Linked DNA regions of Gossypium hirsutum: region 2 is linked to region 1. Evidence: chromatin contacts called from public Hi-C data. All regions are on one chromosome and are shown on one strand. The core of a region is the stretch at or near the end of the contact, and the rest is flanking DNA. Distances in the headings are between cores, read along the strand shown. Region 1 holds the start of LOC107962106 (very-long-chain aldehyde decarbonylase CER1). Region 2 has its middle 43 kb from the start of LOC107962105.

What was found. Hi-C and Micro-C count contacts between places; a contact is called where the count stands out from the background.
Region 2: a Hi-C map of leaf shows a contact between it and region 1, with 5 times the contacts expected there. The contact joins the enhancer-like site here to the promoter of LOC107962106 in region 1. A contact is called at or near these places in 6 of 34 Hi-C or Micro-C datasets (leaf and petal).

What each region holds. Positions count from the first base shown.
Region 1 is chrA06:119,366,087-119,371,387 of Gossypium_hirsutum_v2.1, forward strand. It overlaps LOC107962106 (very-long-chain aldehyde decarbonylase CER1), which reads left to right and starts at 1,975. Exons shown (of 10, transcript XM_016898352.2): 1 at 1,975-2,832; 2 at 2,937-3,160; 3 at 3,240-3,472; 4 at 3,942-4,161. The coding sequence starts at 2,773.
Region 2 is chrA06:119,515,447-119,520,747 of Gossypium_hirsutum_v2.1, forward strand. It overlaps the pseudogene LOC107962104. Among protein-coding and RNA genes, the nearest start is that of LOC107962105, 43 kb to the left of the region's middle. Within about 2 kb of position 2,490, at least 9 of the 9 cell types and tissues checked have an H3K27ac peak or open chromatin away from gene starts, as enhancers often do. A contact at or near this core is called in leaf, where this site is marked.

The DNA.
Region 1 (5,301 bases), core at 725-3,224:
CAATGTTGAGGAATATCCTTTCGAAGAAAGAGTGAATAAATGAGCTTTTAACTCTTCAATTTTTAAAGCTTTATTTGATTTTTAGGGTTTCGAGAGGTATTACTTCCAATTAACTCATGAGGAGTACCCTTTCAAGGACCGTGATCTTCAAAGATTTTTCTTGAGCAAATGACCTGATTTGAGGAAAAACCGCTTAAAAGAGGGAGGGTATGATATGATCTTGGCCACATCATGTGTTGGCTCGATTTGAAAGAATCGCGACTGGCCTAAACGTGAGGGGCCCAAGTGCAAAATGAAACATCTATCATTCAAGTTCTTCACTTAATATTTACATGTTGTTTTTAGTGTTTCATGTGTCCTGTTTATCATGTTAAAATTCACAACATGCATATTTTCATTTATATTATGTTTGAATTTTAACTATAGTATCGTTGAGTAGTGATTGTCATTTGTGAATTGTCAAATGAGCTGATAACTTTTATTTATATTGCTTTGTAGGTATATGATCAACCACCAAGGGAGATATATGATTGTTTGTAATTCCCATGCAAATTCATGCACTTCCATTCCTTAGCTTACAAGAATTCATGAATTTTGAGATTCATGAATAGACAAGATACATTGGATCACATATCATGCATGTACGTCCTAGGGGGCTTGTACGAATTAAATGCTCAACATTGAATTTGGTGGATGCATGTACGGTTCAAGGGGAATGCATGAGTTTATATTAAGCATACATTATATCTATTAAATGCATGGACGACGTGGAGGGATGTATTAGAAACCATTTGGTTGATTTAATGGAGTCTTATATACATAGGCAATAAAGGGAGATGAAGTTGACAAAATAGAAGGAATGTGATTCTTCAAGCATACATTGAATTGAAAGAAATGCATGGATGACATTCAAGCGGTGCATGGATGTACATCAAAGGTTTATGACTATTCAAACATGTGCAATGAATCTTCAACATACATTCACGTCAAGAGGGAAAGCACCTGAACATTCAGATGAATTCTTTGAACTTTAAAGATATATGTATTACATGAGTTCATGTACAATCTAGAAACTTCATTTAATGGTCGGTGAGACTACTTATTTACCTAGGCTTATATATAGTTCTGTCATGTCACTTTGTAAGGGTTAATCAAATGAATTTTCAATCAATCAACTTTGAAATTTAAACCGAGTTTATACTATTTGTTCTTTTCAGAACTAAAATCAAATTTATCAAGAACTTACCTTTTTGTGGCATTCATCAATCGATCTTATCACTTCCTTTCTCAACTCTTTCCGAAGTGTGGCGATCATCCTATATTGTTGGTTTTTAACTCATTATAGATAGTGGGTTGCGATCTTTCTTAAAACAACCAACTTGTTAAGACTTTGCTTTGTAAAAATCAAGTCACACTGTTTTATAATGTTGGTTCATTTGTGGGTCAAGTTTCGTTTTATCAATTTTTATCCATTCCGTTCTTCCATTCCAATACCTTAAATACATTTCAAGTTCTAAGCTTAACTTCCCATTTTTAGAGAAAGTACTTATTTAGACGATTGGACAAATCAAATCTTGAATCAAATTCTAAACTTGTAATCGGGTTCACGTCATATAGTTTTTGGATTTATTCTTTAAATTTATTTTAGGTTTAGTCTCGATACTTTAGGCAATAGTTTGCTGAACAACTTAACTCACATGGTTAGTGACGACTCTAGTTTTTAAGTTTTCAAGCCTAGTTTGCGAGGTCCTGAGTTTAATAAGTTATAACAAGTATAATTTTTAACCTTAATAAAATATTTTTTAATATTCAAATTTTAACAAGTAAAAGTAAAAATTTATTCTAATGCCTGTAATATTATAATAAATAACAAAGGATATTTCCGTTAAAATTTCTCCCAATTTTTATTTGTTATAAATTATAAATATAGATTTTATATCTATATATATATATGTAAGATTTTCAAATTTAGTTGTCTAATCTAAGGCTGAATTAGTGATAAACTGTAATCCTGTCAGATCAACGGTTAACTCTGAAGTTTAATGATTTGCTAAGTCCAAACTACCTATATATATGCTATATATATGCATATTACTCTTTGTTTTTTGTTCAACAATCATAGATATATGCTATCCGCCTGCAGAATACTATGCATATTGCATACATAGCTTGGGCTAAATTTGTTTGGTGCGATAGGGATACACGAAGCCTAGCGGAGAAAATAAGCTAGGCAAAAAAGCAAGTTAAAGTCAGTGGGCAGCTTAGCCAGTTTAACTGCTAAGCATCTCAAAAATGTGAAACGTAGAGATAGCGTGTGACTGGAGGAACCTAAATCTTAAACACTGAATTTGCATGGCAGCACATTTTCTGGCACAGTTAGTGAGGTACTATTCAATTCAAAATGTATTAAAAGGGAGGAAGATAAAGGGTGAATAAAGACAGTTTTGGTTTTCATACAACGGAGTGGACAATAACCGGCCGAAACAGTTGAGAACAATAAATTCGTGAATTAAAGTAGTGTCCAAAAATTGCAAAGTGGCAGGCATCTTTTACATATTTATGTTTATCTGGTATTATGGCTACTCTTGCCAGACTTAATCGGTTGGGATGAAGAAATAAGACGATCACGTGGACGAATGTAAAGGTTGTAGGTTTACAGTACAGCTTGAATGCACCATATATACCACCCCTCCCTCCACATACAAAGCAACTCAACCTCGTAATAGTAATAAAATTCCCTTCCAAAGCCATTTGCAGCTAGCTCACCAAATCATGGCTTCTAAACCAGGAATTCTCACTGACTGGCCATGGACACCTCTTGGAAGCTTTAAGGTAAGATGATCTCCTTCCTCCTGCTTTTGATTATTTTGTATATTAATTTTCTCATGCATTTCCATGCACTTATATATGTATTGCTGTTGGATGGATTTTTATAGTACATAATCCTGGGTCCTTGGGTTATGGAGACCATATACTCGATTATGGTTAAGGATCCACAGGAATGGGACCTGACCAACTTTACGGTAATCCCATTCATGTTATGGAGAATGTTGCACAACCAGCTATGGATTAGTTTTTCTCGTTATCGAACTGCCAAAGGCACTAACAGGATTGTAGACAAGGGTATCGAATTTGACCAAGTCGACAGGGAAAAGAACTGGTAATATGAGTTACATTAGTTTCTGAAAATTAATTAATTTTAAAAAGTGGTTATTAACTATTAATCATGAATATCGCAGGGATGATCAAATATTGTTCAATGGAATCCTGTTTTTCTTGGCTAACAAATACGTCCCCGGGGCTTCACACTTACCACTATGGAGAACGGATGGTGTGATTATAACCATGTTGCTCCATGTCGGTCCTGTGGAGTTCCTTTACTACTGGTTTCATAGAGCTCTGCACCATCATTATCTTTACTCTCGTTACCATTCTCATCACCATTCCTCCATTGTCACTGAGCCTATCACTTGTAAGCACCTTTGACTCTTCTCTGCTCCATCCACTTCTTTATTATTAGTTTAACATGATACTGAAAGGCATAAATAGTAATGGACAGTCTGTGCTGTGTTGCTATTTTTTATTTAATTAATTTCTAAGTAGGAAGAACAGGATTACAAAATAATCCGATTAGAAAGGAGGGCACTGTCTTGTTGTCCCATTGGCGTTTGCTATATCATGTTTACTTATATCAAATAGAAATGCATTATTTAATGGCAGTGGGACCGACGAAGCATTACTTAATTAATTTATTGAACTAGAACTGAAATTTAAAACGACATTTTGTTCAGTTTTGGGGCCAACAAACAGTTTAAACAATAATACATAGAATCGTCACCAAATTTTATACTGCTTGGGCCATATATCACAAAATTAGTAAGTTGATTATATAATGTACAATTTTTGTTAAGAATAAAGAATAATAAGTGTACGTGTTGCAGCTGTGATACATCCATTTGCAGAAAACATAGTATATTTTGCACTGTTCGCAATACCAATGTTGACAGTTGTGCTTACTGGAACTGGATCTATCATCGCCATTGCTGGCTACATCACTTACATCGACTTGATGAACAACATGGGGCATTGCAACTTCGAGCTTATCCCCAACTGGGTCTTCTCCATTTTCCCTCCTCTCAAGTACCTAATGTACACTCCATCGTAAGCCCCTCTCTCTCTCTCTCTTAAAAATCAAATTCTGCAAGCACATGACATAACTAGTAAAAGAAAGGGACAAATTCACTACTTGCAAACCAACTAAAATAAGGGGCAAAAATTTATGACCCGAAAAGAAAGGTCTGACATGGTTGTGGCACGTGGGCCCTGCTGCTAGATGTATAATTTAACTTTCCTCATTCATTCTCTCGTAGCTTTTGTTCTTGTGTCTCACCCAACAAAGTTTGACTCACATGATATACAATGCGTAGAAAGTAGATATTTTATATTGTCTAATTAAGCCCGTAATTAGGAAATTTTACTGCTACCTGGATACGTGTCAGCCATCTTTCCAACCATTTTGCACTTTGTGCAACTTGCACCTTGACAAATTAATTGTTTCAAAAATGATGAAGATGGCTTTCGCTGTAAGAGTATCTGTTCTCGTATTGAAAGCTTGTCTGCTTTTTCCAACAGAGGGTCTCAGTTCTCTACAGATATCTCATCCGCTTTTCGTTCTTGGGCTGCCTTTATTAATGTTCCGCCCTCAACTTTTGAAATACGAGAAGAAAACTTAAATCACCAACATTATCTATTTTTCTGAAACAATTATTGTCTAATGATTGCGTTAAATGTTAAAAAATAATTTTTAAGATGTCTGATTGGTGTTATTGTGTTTTTTTCATCTTGTATCATATTGATATACGCTTGTATCAATATTTTAAATTTTTTTTAGGTGATGACATATTAATAGTCAGTACCTTTTTATTATATTAAAAATATTTTTTGGGTGCTGAAATAATAATAGTTGACATTATTTTTAAAATTTTAAAACTTTTAGATATTAATATATTGATGGCAGACACCTTTATACCAAATTAATTTTTTTAAGTGTTAAAACATTGATAGTTGGCATTCTAATATCAGATTAAATTTTTTTTTAGATGTTACGATATGACTGACACCTCAATATTAAATTAAAAAAAAAATTAGGTGCTTTTGAAAAGCTGAGCCGACCATTTAAAAAGCTAGGCTCGCATCTCAAGGCCTGATGCTGGCCATTTAAAGATTAGGCTCGCATCCTAAGGCCTGTAGGTCCAATCAAGTTTTTAATTTTTATTTGTTTCTTTAAATATTTCTTTATTT
Region 2 (5,301 bases), core at 1,240-3,739, 150 kb after region 1:
TCCTTCATTTTAAAGAATTTTTAAAGACATGAGTGAAATTTCAAAGGAATATTCGATTGTTTTGAACGAACGGGAAATCGCAACCCAGCACGATAGGGCACGATTTCCCGAATTGCCAAACATCGAACATTTCCTTCGTTTTTAAGAATTTTTAAATGAATAATTATAAAACTAGCTTAAAACGCAGTAATTTTACTTGAAATAAGATGGAATAATTAAATTTAAAGAGTTGGACCTTATAAAGTAACATTTCGTAAACCAAAAAGAGCATGGGATAATATATGCACACAGGATACAATACTTGATGAATGAGGATAATGTGTCTTATTTAATCAACTAACAAAATAAACAATTAAATATAATTAACCTAAAATTATGACCCAATTTCAATCATGCATGAAAAATAATTGATATAGTAATACAAAAAACGAAAGTAATATGCCACAATAACATACATAACCTAATACATTACCATTAATACAAAATATCCAAAATAAAATGATAATAAAAAGACTATGGTATAAGACAAATTTACAATAATGATGGACACGATATATGCATTGACGAATTGATAAATTAGAAAATATTTGTAAAAACAAACTAAATATATATATGCAATTATTAAAAAACATATTATAGAATGAATATTTTTAAAATCAAGAAATATACAAAGGGCAAAAAATGTTTACTGAAATCTATACATGAAAGTTTAAACAATGCACAGGACATTCAAGGAAAACAAAAATACATTGTAAAATATAATCTTAAGAAATGCATGCAGTAGGTTTATAAAAACATATGTATGTATTAATAGATTTAGAAATAATTATTTATAAAGAATACGCACCTTAGTAAGGCATCTAAGATTAAATTAATCTTATTATAAATTATAACATATTTATATACGAAGAAAACTATATATATAAAATAACATGGATCTAATGATATATAAACCAAATATATGTGCTAATATATACATGTACATGCATAATAATCATTTAAATAATATGTAAAACATGTATGCAAAATATATTATAATAACCAAAATGTATGTTAAAATGTAGGAATAGATTCAAAAACATGGATGAAATAAAATAACATTAATAATTTACATAGAATTGAATTATTTATTATACATATACCAATATACATGATGCATTTGAAGAAGTGTTATAGAATGGATATTTTAAATCAAATAATATACAAAGCAATTCAAAATAAGTAGTTTATAAGACGATTTAAAATAATATATAAAATGATGCATGAAAAGAAATTTAGAATGCATGACATACAAAACAATTTAAATATTGGTAGAACAATTTAGACTAAGTAATAAAATTATTTTTGAATACAAAAAGAAAGATTTAAGATAGACGACATATAAAGATCTTAAAAGTAAATAATACAAATAATCTTAAATAATATATATAGTAAAACAATTTACAATAAATAATCTGAAAGAAAAAATGGAGTTAAAAAAAATTAAGGATTAACTTGCAATCAAGATAAAATATGAGGTACAAATTATGAAATACAAAAGATTAATAAAACATGAATCAGGGCCTAAATGAACTAGCGAAGAAAGACGAGGGACCGATCAGCAAATTATTCCAAGGCCACAAGATGCGTCGTTTCGACACGGGCCAAAATGAATCAAAGGCCGAAGTCTTGGGGAAAAATTAAAAATACAAAACAGAGGGAAGGGATCCGATTGAAGGTAGGAAAAGCGGAGGGACCAGGAGCGTAAATACCCCCAAAAATAATGAAGACACGCGGATCCCCTGGTTAGCGGGTCGGGTCATCCGGTTTGGCTTCAAAACGGTGTCATCTTGAAGCATTTTGGGACTAGATGAAACGGTGTCGTTTCTTGGTTACCATAAGAACCTAAAATTTTCCTAAACCCTCATTTGAAGCCCTAATTCAAAAAAAAAAAAAACTTAAAAATCCTTCGTTTTTCCGTACTTGGCCGACTCAAGGAGAACACCCCCCCAATCTGTCGTTCGGTTAGGGATTCAACCCCAAAAGACTCGCCATCGTCGGACCACCACTATAATCGGTGGTCGTTAACGCGTGATAGATCTCCGAATTTTAATAGGAGGCTCGATCGACAGAGGCTAAACACGAAGGTAAGTATTCTCTTTATTTCTTTCCATACATTAAAACAGAACAAAAACCGAAATAAAGAAGACTTTTGAATACTCAAATCGGAAACCACCTCTCGATTTTGATAGTCTTTTTCTGTATTTCAATATGCGAAGTGTGCCCCTCTTTTACATTTTGATTATCTTTGGCTTTATAGCCGAGAAATGAAAAGAAAAAAATTAAAATAAAGAATACAAATTTCCTTGCTGTCTTTTTGTTGTTATTCGCTGCTTTCTCTTTTTGTTTATTAGTCTATTGCAGGTGTGCGTGGCGCGTGGAGGTGTACGGCGTACGGAGGCTGCTGGTGGCGCAGCTACTACGGCGTTAAAGTTTCAGAAACCCTAGGGTTTCTGATTTGGGTTTAAGTTTTTGGGCCTGTTAGGCTTGTTCTTTTGGTTGGGCCACAGGTCTTTGGACTGTGAAATTGGACTATTTATTGGGTTTTTATTTTTTGTTTTTGGTTTGTTTGTTGTTTAGTGGGCCTGGGCGGATTTGGCCCATTACAACAGGTATGAAAAGATTTTTAATTTATATGGCTACAGTGGAACTTGAATGCACCTTATATATACTATCACCCCCTACACATGCAAAGCATCTCTGCCTCGTACTAGTAAAAAGATCCCGTTCCAAAGCCATTTCCAGCTAGCCATCCAAACTAGTTCACCAAATGATGGCTTCTAAATCAGGAATTCTCACTGATTGGCCATGGAAGCCTCTTGGAAGCTTTAAGGTAAGATGATCTCCTTCCTTCACTTTTTTATTATTCTAAACCAGGGATTCTCCCATGCGCTTATACATTGTGTTGTTGGATGGATATATTTACAGTACATAATTCCGGCTCCTTGGATTACGGAGAGAATATACTCGATTATAGTTAAATATGCAAAGCAATGGATGTTTCCAACCTTGCGATACTCCCACTTATGTTATGGAGAATGATGCACAGCTAGCTTTGGATTAGCCTTTGTTGTTATCGAACTGCCAAAGGCACCAACAGGATTGTGGACAAGGGTATCGAATTTGACCAAGTTGACAGGAAAAGGAACTGGTAATATGAGTTACATCTGAGTTACATTTTCTTCTGAAAATTAATTAATTTTAAAAGTGGGTATTAATATTTATTAACCATGAACATTGCAGGGATGATCAAATATTGTTCAATGCAGTCCTGTTTTACTTGGTAAACAATTACTTTCCATGAGGTTCTCACTCACCCGTATGGAAATAGGATGGTGTGATTATAATCATGTTGCTCCATGCCGGCCCTGTGGAGTTCCTTTACTACTGGTTGCATAGAGCTCTGCACCATCATTATCTTTACTCCAGCTACCATTCTCATCACCATTCTTCCATTGTCACTGAGCCTATTACTTGTAAGCACCTCCGCCTTTGCTCACTGAATCCACTTCGCAAACTTAATTATTCGTTAAAATGATATTATATAAAATATTTTTCATTGTTTCGTAAATTTTATTCAAATAAATTTTTAAAAGATATTTTCAAAAGCAACATAAACTATATTAGTTATAAATTTGACAACTGAAATTTATCTTATAATAACTATATTATTTTAATAAACATAATAATAATAATCAATCTCTAATTAAAACTTAAATGCATAGTGACACATTTGAGCTAAAAGGGATAACTAAATATTCATATTTATACTATTAAAATATTAATATTTTGCATTATAAAATATTTATTGCTAAATGTTTTTAAATTATAAATTATATTTATTATTAAAATATTAATATAAAATATTTTCAAGAATATTATTTAAAATTTTAATTTCTTATTAGGAAGAATATTTGATGCACTGCCGGTACATAAGTCTTATGTATCAGAAGTGAATAATAACATGATACATCATCATCAAATAAAATAAAAAAAATAGTAGAAGACTTATAAATAAATACTAAAAACTTTATTTAAACATAATTAAATAAATATTAGAACACTAATTATGAGATCCTAAATATGAGAGTTATTAATATTTACTTATAATAGTTAAATTTAATGCTTAATTAAGTTTAAATGAAATTATCGATATTTATTTACAAGTCTTTCATTTTTTTGTTTAATTTAATGATGATGACATGTTATTATTCATTGATAATATATGAGAGTTATGTGTATCAAATATTATTCTTTATTATTAATATTAAAACTTATTAAGAAAATAAGATTGTAATATTAAATAATTTTATTAAAGTAATAAATTATATTAATTATATTAATAAGGCATTTTTCATTCTCCAAACTACTTTACAAACATAAAAAAGAAGAACAAACACACCCGTAAATATGATGTCGGTACTGCTGGGACACCCTCAAACCGTGACTATATCAACTCTTTCTACGTTCTAAGATGAGATCAAGAATACATAAAGATATAAATAATATAGAATTTGTTAAGAAAAGTAGGAAATAATTGAAGAGTGTGCGTGTTGCAGCTGTGATACATCCATTTGCAAAGCACATAGCATACTATGCCCTGTTCTCAATACCAGTGTTGACAACGATGCTAACTGGAACTGGATCCATGATCTCCTTTGCTGGCTACGTCACTTACGTCGACTCCATGAACAACATATGGGGCATTGCTCGAACTCATTCCCAACTGAGTCTTCTCTATTTTCCCCCCTCTCAAGTCCCTCATGTACACTCCATCGTAAGTCCTCTCTCTTAATGAAAACTATACAAGCACGTAATGTGGAATTAATGGAAATAAAAAAGCAATTGACCAAATTCTCCCAACGGCTTTCATTCTTAAGCCTTAGTTAACCAAGTTTGACTGACATGACAAGATAATGAGAATAATGTAGACATTTTATGTTAGGATTAATCTAGTTTTTGGACCCCAAAGGTTTTACATCCCGCATCAATATTTTCTTAATCCAGGTTGGTATTTAAATTTAACAATTATTCTTACGTTTGGGTTTGAATTAGAGAATTGTTTTTACATTTGGATCTGATTTTTTTTTCATTCTTGAATTTAGTAATTGTTGTCATATTAGTTGAACATTTTTTATAAAACTTTTTTTGGATTAATGCACACTTTAGCCCTTGAAATATACTGTTTTCCCCACTTTAGTTTTTAAAGTGTTTTTGGTCCATTTCAATCCCTAATTTTATCAAATGTTCTCATTGTAGTCC